Regions from separate parts of the Mus musculus genome. Here all the other regions are linked to region 1. Evidence: chromatin contacts called from public HiChIP or PLAC-seq and Micro-C data. All regions are on one chromosome and are shown on one strand. Each heading gives the region's core, a stretch centred on a gene start, on an enhancer-like site or on the middle of the called end of the contact. The rest is flanking DNA. Distances are from core to core; before and after follow the strand shown. Region 1 holds the start of Ubr4 (ubiquitin protein ligase E3 component n-recognin 4). Region 2 overlaps Ubr4 (ubiquitin protein ligase E3 component n-recognin 4). Region 3 has its middle 20 kb from the start of Akr7a5.

What was found. Hi-C and Micro-C count contacts between places; a contact is called where the count stands out from the background. HiChIP or PLAC-seq counts read pairs in DNA pulled down with a chosen protein or histone mark.
Region 2: a contact with region 1 is called in an H3K4me3 HiChIP or PLAC-seq map of bone marrow-derived macrophages, with 2.4 times the contacts expected there. The contact joins the enhancer-like site here to the promoter of Ubr4 in region 1. A contact is called at or near these places in 1 of 39 promoter capture datasets (macrophages), 8 of 484 Hi-C or Micro-C datasets (bone marrow-derived macrophages, cerebral cortex, embryonic fibroblasts and 3 more), 14 of 115 datasets of contacts at active chromatin or transcription factors (the 230-238 cell line, the HPC-7 cell line, the SCID.adh cell line and 5 more) and 4 of 9 other capture datasets (adipose tissue, embryonic stem cells, macrophages and 1 more).
Region 3: a contact with region 1 is called in a Micro-C map of the G1E-ER4 cell line. The contact joins the enhancer-like site here to the promoter of Ubr4 in region 1. A contact is called at or near these places in 3 of 39 promoter capture datasets (erythroid cells, liver and macrophages), 9 of 484 Hi-C or Micro-C datasets (CD4 T cells, the G1E-ER4 cell line, Sertoli cells and 5 more), 6 of 115 datasets of contacts at active chromatin or transcription factors (the HPC-7 cell line, the SCID.adh cell line, effector CD8 T cells and 2 more) and 2 of 9 other capture datasets (adipose tissue and pancreatic islet).

Annotation. Positions count from the first base shown.
Region 1 is chr4:139,378,880-139,382,454 of GRCm38.p6, forward strand. It overlaps Ubr4 (ubiquitin protein ligase E3 component n-recognin 4), which reads left to right and starts at 1,780. Exons shown (of 106, transcript NM_001160319.1): 1 at 1,780-1,983. The coding sequence starts at 1,808.
Region 2 is chr4:139,420,887-139,424,461 of GRCm38.p6, forward strand. It overlaps Ubr4 (ubiquitin protein ligase E3 component n-recognin 4), which reads left to right. Exons shown (of 106, transcript NM_001160319.1): 36 at 195-265; 37 at 345-492; 38 at 811-1,038; 39 at 1,507-1,677; 40 at 2,941-3,123. Among named protein-coding and RNA genes, the nearest start is that of n-TVaac1, 7.9 kb to the right of the region's middle. Within about 2 kb of position 1,780, at least 35 of the 459 cell types and tissues checked have an H3K27ac peak or open chromatin away from gene starts, as enhancers often do. A contact at or near this core is called in bone marrow-derived macrophages, intestinal villus epithelium and liver, where this site is marked.
Region 3 is chr4:139,328,916-139,332,490 of GRCm38.p6, forward strand. No RefSeq gene overlaps it. Among named protein-coding and RNA genes, the nearest start is that of Akr7a5, 20 kb to the left of the region's middle. Within about 2 kb of position 1,911, at least 63 of the 459 cell types and tissues checked have an H3K27ac peak or open chromatin away from gene starts, as enhancers often do. A contact at or near this core is called in the G1E-ER4 cell line, the SCID.adh cell line, adipose tissue and 3 more, where this site is marked.

The sequences.
Region 1 (3,575 bases), core at 530-3,029:
GCCCTCTGGGAGAGCCCCTTTTCTAATTCCCTTAACATTTGTTCTTATTTATGTACATGTGTGTGCCCCAGGCTGGGTGTGGGGAAAGGCCCAGAGGGTGTTAGATTCCTTGGGGCTAGAGTTACTGTAGCTGGGAGTCTAGCTGCTAGGAACTGAACCTGGGGTCTCTGGAAGAGCAGCCTGTGTTCTTAACTGTTCAACCATCTCTCCAGCCCTGCAATTAATTCTAAATTTTCAGGTCACCCCCCCTGCCTCTCGGAATTAAAAGTCCTTCATTTTTAGTTCATAAAATATTACTATTCTGGAAAGTACTATCTTACCTTTTAGATTGGAATAGTGTTGAAACTTGTGCTTCATCTAACACTGCTTTTCAGTGTTATCTAAATTTATGTATGTTATTTTTTTGAGGCAGAGTCTTGTTGTATATTCCTGACAGGCTTTAATTTGCTACGTAGACCAGACTGGTCTTGAGTTTGTGGTAATTCTCTGCCTCCCCAGTGATGGCATACCAAACACTTTAAATAGATTTATGTGCGCGCATATATATATATATATATATATATATATACACACACACCATACATGTGTGTATATGTGTGGAGGGTGTGTGCACCTGGGAATGGAGGTTTCTATAGAGTCCAGAAGAAGACAGCAGATCTCCTGGAACTGGAGTTACAACCATAACAGCTAGACCTGGGTGGTGAGAATGGAACTGTCAAGTTATCTCTTGAGCTCCTCAGTCTAAATTTACAACATAGATGTTATCCCAAGAACCTCCACTACTAAATTATGTATTTGAAAAGGAAGATGTTTATTCCGAGTGCCTTGACACCCCAAAGCCAGAAATATGAGACTTGTTATTACTGCTGATGGCCAGACGTGGTGATGATCTTGGCACTTTGAGAGGCTGAGGCAAGAGGATTGTGTTAGTGTTCCATGTCAGCCTGAGCTACAGTGGAAACGCCCGAATAAAATAAGACCATCCTCCCCCTTCCCGACAGAACTATAAACAGGTGTGGACACCCACACCTGTAATTCCACTGGAGGTGAAGATAGAAGGATTGCTGAAATCAACAGTCAACCCAAATAGGGGCCCCTGAAAGACTGCTGCGATGGCTACTAATGCTTACCCTCTGGGGTCTGAGGGAGGAAGGTTCGCAGACAATTTGGCCTATAGGGACCAAATTTCAAAAAAGCTTAACGTTCTCTCTAGATTATTATCGAAGGAATTCTAAATATATAAAGAAGTGGCTGCGAAATAGGAATTCATGAAGAAAATCATTACTAAGCGAAGGTGTGCGCAGAAAGTTTGCCAAGTGGTAAGCGCTAGAATGGCTGGCTGCTCATGCGGTACACTGGGCAGAGGAAGTGACTAACACTGAGCAGGTTGTGGCCTCCTCTCCCCCCTGTCTGTCCTAGGATGGCGCCGTTCAGACATCTCTTCCGAATCCAAGTCACAAACTTACATTTCCAGGAGGTTGGGGAACCATATTGCCGCTTATTGCGGGGCCCGCGCACGCGCGGTAGTTACTGCTTCCCGCGAGCATGCGCAGGGTTGCTCGCCGCCATGGCGCACGCGCAGAGGGCATTGCTCCTAGCCCTCCTCTGGCATTTTCAATCGTGCGCAGGCGCACTACCCTGGGTTAAGCCCGCAGAAGTCAGAGGCCGTCCAGGTCTTTGCGTTTTTGTTGGGCGACCCGCGGCGCGCTGTCTGACGCGCACGATTGCGTCACTTCCGCCCCCTCCCGGGAGGCGGCGCTGGGCCGGTGGCAAGCCCCCGGAGGGAGCCGCAGTAGTACGACGAAAGATGGCGACGAGCGGCGGCGAAGAGGCGGCGGCAGCAGCTCCAGCGCCCGGAGCCCCGGCGACCGGGCAGGACACGACCCCGGGCTGGGAGGTGGCGGTGCGGCCCCTCCTGTCCGCGTCCTACTCCGCCTTCGAGATGAAGGAGTTGCCGCAGCTGGTGGCCTCAGTCATCGAGAGGTACCGGGCGGCGGCGCCGGCGGGCGGGGTGGGGGGGGAGGGGAGGACGGGCCGGTTCGTGAGTCCACTCTGTCAGGGAATCCACCCCACGCATGCCTTCGGGACTCCCGGGCGCTGGGAACGAGAGCGCCTCTGGTTTCCACCCAGCTCTGGCGTGAACCATCCCTGACTTGATTTACCCTCCGGAGCAAAACTTTTATGGTTGCTCTGGCTGGAGGGCGTGGCCGGACGCATTTGAGAACTGGCTATTGAGATGCACGGTGCTGCTGGGCCAGTGTCACCCGGCCCGCTGCCCCCGGCCCCCCCCCTCCCCATCCACCTCAGTCGCGTTAAGGTCAGGGCGTGGATGAGTTTGCATTTCTCCCTGTCACCAGAACCGGAGGTTTACTTTGGAGAGCTACCACATAGTTTAATAACGGTCTTTCTTTGGTGCTATGATAACTGGGGGCACGTGCTGTTTCTGTGACTGAAGCCACTAGTTACCACTGAATACTTCGGTTTTACTTTGCACTGTAATTGCGTATATCCGAGATCGGAGTCCTTCTCTTTCTCAATAAAATGCTTTACAGACTCTTATTTACGGGACTGTTCCTTGGCTTGCTGTTAATGTGTTCATACCTTTGTATACAGATTGTTAGATTGCAAGAGTCGTATTTCTTCATGGGAATGTGGTGATCTCTGTGTCTACCTTTTCCTGACTACGGGGCTCAGAGCAAATGAGTTTAATAGAAGACTCATGCTTTTAAAGCCTGTTTTCTCACTTTCGTTTTCCTAGCCAAACCAAGTTTACTTGCCCCAGTAACTCTCTGAAATTGCTAAGCGGGTCATTTTACCTTGCTGGTCAGCAGGATATGTCTAAAGGTTATTTGGAAAGTTGTGTTATTTGGAAATTGCTGTGGTTTGGCATTATTATTTATCACAACAACTGTCACTGCCTGTGATGTTTTGGATGAATGATCTTTAACAATTTATAATAAAATAGTGTCTGGGTTTGATAATTTAAGTTCTAACAAATAGATTTTCTTGCTTAATTATGCCCAAGGTTGTTTTGAAGATGAAAACAAGTATCAGAAAGTCTCAAATTATCTAGCATCTTTTTATTTTACCTTCTTTTCCTCCTTTTTTTTAAAAAAAATCCACGTGTATGTGTGTCTGTGTATTCGGATGCCCCAGGAGGCAGGAACAAGGCTTCAGATCCCCTAGAGATGGAGTTAGGGGCAGCAGTGACCTGCCTGGCACTAGCACTGGGATCTGAACTTGGGTTGGAAGAACAGGAAGTGCTCTTAACCACTGGACCATCTCTCTGCCCTATTGTAATTCAATTGTGTGTGTGTGTGTGTGTGTGTGTGTGTGTGTGTGAGAGAGAGAGAGAGAGAGAGGGAGAGAGAGAGACGAGAGAGAGAGAAGAGAGAGAGAGAGCACGCTTGTGCTTGAGCGCACTCTGGAGATCTGAGGACAAGTTTTAGGAGTTGATTCTCTCCTATCTTAGTGTCCAAGAATTGAACTCTGGTTATCAGGTTTGGGTGCCAACCCCTCAGCCCATCCTCAGCCAGCGGCAGCCTCCGATTTCACTGTTTAAATTGCTGCTAGTT
Region 2 (3,575 bases), core at 530-3,029, 42 kb after region 1:
CCTTTCTTGTCGACAAAACCAAAAGAGGGCACTTGTAATTGTGGGAAGCTTTCAGATAGATGGCTACTTCAGATCAGGGCAGGCTCCCATTAGACACGGGTGTCTCTCCATGGAGTGTTGGGGCAGGGGTATTCCTATGGGACCTTGTATGGAGAGGGACATTTATGATTAAAAAGATCCATTAATCTTTGAAGGATGAAGATTCTCTTTGCAATAAGCTGTGTACCTTCACCATCACACAGAAGGAGTTTATGAACCAGCATTGGTGAGTTCCTTTAAAGTGAGGGAGGCTGGGCCTCCAGTGTTGTTGCGTGGGACTTAGTGCTGACTTTTGTTCCCTGTAGGTACCACTGTCATACCTGTAAGATGGTGGATGGGGTGGGTGTGTGCACAGTGTGTGCAAAGGTATGCCATAAGGACCATGAGATTTCCTACGCCAAGTATGGTTCCTTTTTCTGTGACTGTGGAGCCAAGGAAGATGGCAGCTGCTTGGTGAGTGATGGGACCTTCACAGTCACATGGGCAACTTGTTAGTAATACAGGAATATCTAAAGCAGACCAGAAAATTCCCACCTCAGCTCTGTGTGGCCAAGCATTTGTTGTCATTGTAGTATTAGTGATGAATCCCTTTGTGGCCCCAACACTTCACTGAGAGCATTAAAAGCAGCATCCTTGTCACATAGTCAGGCCTAATGCTCTGAGGGGCATGAAGATGGTCGAGTGAGCCCCGTGATCTGCCTTCCAGTGGCTCAGCGCTGTCTGACCTGACTGTGGCAGGGACATAGGGACACTGATGAGTTCTGTTTCCAGGCCCTGGTGAAGCGAACTCCTAGCAGTGGCATGAGCTCTACCATGAAGGAGTCAGCATTTCAGAGCGAACCTAGGGTTTCCGAAAGTCTGGTGCGCCATGCCAGCACCTCTCCTGCTGACAAGGCCAAGGTCACCATCAGTGATGGGAAGGTTACAGATGAAGAGAAGCCCAAGAAGAGCAGCCTGTGCCGTACAGTTGAGGGGTGTCGTGAGGAGCTGCAGAATCAGGTGGGGCTTCCTGGTGGGCACTGGTGCACAGGACAGAGTCCAGCAGGCCTCATCAGTGGTCTGAGCCTCCCCTGCTAGCCCAGTGTTTTCTTTCATAGTTATGTAGTGTGCGTGCAAGTAGCCCATCTTTGGGGAAGGGCTTACAGCTAGCGGGAGTGATATTCTGGAACCTACTTTCTTGGCTAGGAGTTCTCATCTGGGCCCAGAATGCAGAAGCCATTGAGTGATTGTGTTTCCCGTTTGTCCATTCTGTATGCATAGGAGGCGTAGTTAAACATGCTAGGTGCCTTGAGTGACTTAGGGTGCCTGTGGGACCTCGGCTTAGATCGTCCTCTCACTGTCTACAGAGCTAGGGTTCTGGAGAGGGGACGAGCTCAGCTCCAGACAGTGACTGTCAGGATTGTCGTGTGCGACTCGTGATTTTTATTGATTTTTACTTTTTCACGTGTGTGTTTCCATTTCTCTCAGGCCAATTTCTCCTTCGCTCCTCTCGTGTTAGACATGCTCAGTTTCCTCATGGATGCCATTCAGACCAACTTTCAGCAGGCTTCAGCCGTGGGGAGCAGCAGCAGGGCCCAGCAGGCCCTCAGTGAACTGCACACAGTGGACAAGGGTGTGGAGATGACAGACCAGCTGATGGTATGTCAGGGTCTTGAGGTTTGCTGACTGTACAACCTGTGTGTCATGGTGTCTGATAGTGGCCACAGCAACTGAGGAAGAGACTTAGCAGTGAGTCATAAGCATGCAGAACCTAGAATCTGTGGTCACAGCTTTCCTCAGCTCTACTGAGCAGTTAGTAACCCACAGATGAGGTGTGTCTGACTAGAGTCCTGGTATTTAGCAAGCAAGTCCTCTTTTTACTAAAGCATGTATGTGTATGAACTCCTAAGATGTGAGGAACTCCATTTTGTGGGCACTATAACTGAAATTTCCTTGTATAAAATCGAAAGCCTCTTGCTTGTGTCCTCTCTCTTAAGGCTTAGTAGCTTGCAGAATAGCTTCGTCCTTTGCTGACTTCCAGCCTGAGTTGAAGACAGCTTTCCTTCAGTTACTCTTGCAGCCTGTCAGTCATGTGAGCCGTAGGGATAAGTAAGAAGAACAGGAGTGTGCGCGTGTGAATTTAGAAGGGGCCTAGGAGAGCGTTTCTGCCTGGGAGTTGTGCTCACAGTGCTGAGTCTTACTGGGAACCCCTGCAGGGAGGACCACTTGGCAGTGTGTGGGCAGCAGGTCCAGCCAGTGCAGGACTGACTCCCGGAGCTGGGAGCTCTGGCCAGTATATGTGTGGACAGACACCCAGAGAAGGGCATTGAAGATTTTAAATACTGACATCAAAATTAAGGGTGGAAGTTGGTGACCCACTAAGTTGCCAAGTTCACTTTTGCCAGGTGTGATGCATGAAGGGAAAATACTCTGTATCATTACCATCACTTTAAGTGAAAATGCATTTTAACGTTGGAGAACAGCAGCACTTCATTTACTTTCATGAGACTTTGACCCTGCTCTTGGAACCAGACTGAAGCAGTAGACTTTAATCAGTGGAGGATAGTGGACTGCAGGCTAAAGTCACTTACTTGTTTTGAGCTCTGGCTGGCCTGAACTCATTATATAGACCAGGCTAGCCTGGTACTCGGACTTCAACCTGCCTCTGCCTCCCAAGTGCTGGGAGTATAATAGGCTTTTGCCACCATGCCCTTCTACTTTTCCTTTGTTGTTAGTAATTTTATTATTTGAGAATTATGTGAATGCATATAATTGATTTTGGTCAGATTCACAAAGCCCTGCCTCCCAGATTGAATACTGCTGAATGACTAAGGGTTGCACTGCCCCCCAGGTGACAGTGGATGAACCCACCTAGTCTTACTTGCTTTCTCCAATACTTTCTCTGCTTCTCCCTTCTGCCAGGTTCCCACCTTAGGCTCACAGGAAGGTGCCTTTGAGAATGTTCGGATGAATTACAGCGGAGACCAGGGCCAGACTATACGGCAGCTGATCAGTGCCCACGTGCTGAGACGGGTGGCTATGTGTGTGCTTTCTTCCCCCCATGGGCGCCGCCAGCATTTGGCTGTTAGCCATGAGAAGGGCAAGGTAGGTCCCATGATTCCTTCCCATTCGTTTTAGGATCGGTGTTCAAATTGACCCTCTGAGGGGAAACACCCACACTTTGTTTCTGAGGACGAGACTGATCTCATTAACCCTTTTGGCTTGGACCTGAGTATTGGTTATCACTAGAACTGAGGTGACTTGGGAAAGGCTCTGGCAAGTGATTGGCTGGTGTTCAGGACAACTTAGTTCCCATCCCCGCCCATTTTTGGACGTGGAAAGGTACAAGCAGAGAGGCAGAAGTCTTCTTAAGAAGCCAGTGTTCCTTGTTTAATAATTCCTGCTCCAGGGATGCAGACACTCCGTTGGGGAATGCTAGGCATCTCTTTGCTGTTTTTGCCTCTCATCAGGGAGGCTGTCTTACCTTAACTGACAGTGTGGACAGTCCTTAAAGCAGATGGTCCAGAAGGAGCTTAATGGGGCGCTTGAGGCGGTGG
Region 3 (3,575 bases), core at 661-3,160, 50 kb before region 1:
GGGATTTGAACTCAGGACCTTTGGAAGAGCAGTCAGTGCTCTTAACCGCTGAGCCATCTCACCAGCCCCGAGAGCTTGTCTTACTATAACAACAACAACAACAACAACAACAACAACAACAATAATAATAGTGATAAGATACAGACAACCAGGATGATTAAGCCAATTTAAAGTATATGAGTCCTTTACTGGCCAGTGACCAAAAAGGGGTTTATGTCTCAGAGTCTCTTGTGCAAAAGTTTGGAGGCACAATGATGTTTTTAAAGGCAAACCCCACAAAGACTATAATTTACTTAGGAGTTCAATAAGGGTCAGAGTAACCTTGAAACACTCATTTCAGGAAGACCATAGTAACTTTTTTTCATATTATTTCAGACATTAAGTGACTGTTGTTGTTGTTGTTGTTGTTGTTGCTGTGGTTGTTGTTATTGTTTTACTTATAACTTCCTGAGTTAATGTTAAGTTTCAGAAAATAATTATTTTGATCAATACATCTGGACTATGGTCAATGTCATAGAAAGTCCAAATGTGTTGCTAGGCAACATCACTATTAAGCAGGTAGAGGGTGAGAACCTTCTAAACCTTAGGTTCTCGTGGATCACCACCCCTTTGGGGATGTTAAAGGACCTTTCACAGAGGTCACATATAGATATCCTGCATATCAGATATTTGCATTATATTCAGTAGCAAAATTACAGTTATGGAGTAGCAACAAAAATAAATTGAGGGTTGGGGTCACCACAACATTAGGAAGGGTGAGGACCACTGGTCTAAGCAAACACAAAATGGAATCAGGAAAAGAGGGTGTTACCTTACTCACTGGGTCCTTAACCCAGGACTAGGCAAGCATCCAATCAGCTAAGCTATAATCCAAACCCTATTTTGACATTTGAAACAGTCTTGTTCTATGGGCTTGGCAGACCTGTTGTTCCTATGTTGTCCAGGACAGCCTTGAACTTGCGTTGATTCTCCTGCCCCTGTTTCTGGAGTGCCGGAATCACAGGGGTAGACCACCACACCATGTGCTATTTGGTCGGTGCTGGTCTACTGCTTGCTATATAATCCCGCTGACTTTTGACTGCTGGCAAACTTCCTGCCTCAGCCTCCAGAGTGCAGGGATTACAAGCAAGAACGGCCGCCCTGACTTCAACTGTCTTTTTAAAGGGTTATGGTGAGAAAATCTTGTCCATTTATCCCCACGTCCCAATTTGTTACAGTCTTCATTTGGTGTAAATTCTAAGTCCCTACTGCATAAATGTTCTCAAAGATGCCTGGAGTGAACATTTGCTACTTGAGATTCGCTCCACCCTCGATTCTCTGAACAGTCTAAACTGCCTGAGAGTTTGAGGGAAACTTCTCCTGGATTAGTAAATCAGGGCTGACAGACCTTCTTTGCTGTCCTTCCACAGGGACCCTTACTAGAGCTCCCAGCAAACCTCAATTCATTGACAGCTCCCCCGCCAAAAAAACAAAAACAAAAACAAAACAAAAAACAAGCTGGGCATGGTGGCGCATGCCTTTAATCCCAGCACTCGGGAGGCAGAGGCAGGCGGATTTCTGAGTTCGAGGCCAGCCTGGTCTACAGAGTGAGTTCCAGGACAGCCAGAGCTACACAGAGAAACCCTGTCTCAAAAAAAAAACAAAAAACAAAAAAACAAAACAAAAAAACAGAGACAGCTCTCCAGGATTCACCCACCTGCTAAACTCCTTCTAGGAGGGTACAGAGAGCCCAGGGCAGCTCATGAATGGGCCAGAGAGAGGCAGGAAGCTAGAGGTGTCTGCAACTTCCGACCTAGCTCATGAGACCTGCCACTGACCTCCAGGTGGCACTGTTGTAGAGTTCTCAGCTCTACAGAAGTTTTGTGCACAGGCCCACACTTTCCTGCCCTTTCTCCGCTAGCCCCGCCTCCTGTGGGAGTGGTCACGGAAGGCTATTTTATGCAGAGACGATCCAAGGTGTCCTGGGGTTTGAGCTGGGCTGCAGCAGCTCCAAAGGTAACGGTCTTGCCTATCACCCACCCGCAATGAGCAGAGTTGATTCTTCCCCGGTACAGCTTCTTCCGGCTCCTGGGGCTGTGATCGCACCTTGTCCTCCCAAGAGCTCCGAGAACCACAAGCTCCTCAGGCTGACTTTACACAACTCTGCGGTTTCCACCCTTCCAGAAAAGTGGCCCAGGACCCTCTCACAATAGACCAACCCTGGCTCCGCCAAATTCCATGTGGCCAGCCTATGTCTAGGGCATTGAGAACACTGGGAATCTCGAACTGTGTAGACTCTCCCGAACTAGTGCCTAGCAGGTGCGTGCCTCTGAACCCTCATCTGATGGGTTTCCTGTTTTGCAGTCAGCAGAACCCCAGAAAGACTTTGGACCAAGCAGTCGATCTGCCTTCTTATTGCAGCCGGGCTCAGGGTCTTGGATTTTTCTCCCAAGTTCTGGGTGCCTGTTGGTTTAGCAGTGGTTTCAGCTTCACCAAGGAGTATCCCCACAACTGGCATTGGAAGTGGGATGATGTAGCCTATGGGAGTCTCTTCATCTGCCACGACTGGCCTAGTAACGGTGCTTGAGAGACAAGAAGGGAATTTGGTTCAACACAGCAGTAACAGACATTGTTGCTTTAAATGTTGCCAGTCATACTTGGAGTTGTTTGTTTTAGGCATATTTAAGCACCGTTTGGTTAAAACTTTCCTACTGACCTCTCAAACTCCACCTTAGGGAGAGGCAGCCTTGTACAGGAATAAAAAGCTTGCTTTACTAATTAGTTGCTTTAATACACTTGGCCCTGATGACTTTGGTCCTTCTCTTCCATCTTTGGGATTAATAAAACAACTTGCAGGAACCAGGTGAGTCCTTTCACCTTGTGGGCTCTGACCTAGTGAGTGGGTCATGTTTGGCAGCAAGCATGCCCGGTACCTGAGGAACCCAGAAAAGGGTGTCAGATCCTCTTAAGTCTGGAGTGCCAGATGGCTGGGAGCTACCATGTGGGTACTGGGATCGAACCCAGGTCCTCTAGAAGAGCAGCTAGTGCTTGTAACCACTAAACCATACCTCCAGCTCCATAATGTAATGTTCTTAAAGAAGGAAAACGTCCACATTAATAGTTCTTTAAACCTACTCCCTTCTAGGTTCCTAGTGATCCCCTGACAGCCTTTGGACTGCTAGCAAGACTTTCTAAGTGTAGGAAGTTCCTCTCATCCATCTGTCCATTCGTTTATCCATCCATCTATCCATCCATCCATCCACCCACCCACTGATCCATCTGTCCATTCATCCATGCATCCATCCATCTATCATTCAACCATTCACCTGGGCTTCTCAGCAGGGGGAGAGAGAGGAGTAGGGACTCACACTGACAGCCCAGCCCTAGCTCGTTTTCACGAACAGAGTCTGTAGTTGGCCCCGACTTTCCTCTTCACAGGCCCTTAGCGAAGCCTTCCTGTCTCTGTCCCCAGTTCCTTTGGCACCTTCCTCCCCCTGTGATCAGAACTGCCCATCATCCATAGTGCACTCAGCGTCGTCTTTCAAAACACCTTATGGTGACCATAGAGCTCTGGACTACAGCCCCCAGTCTAAAGT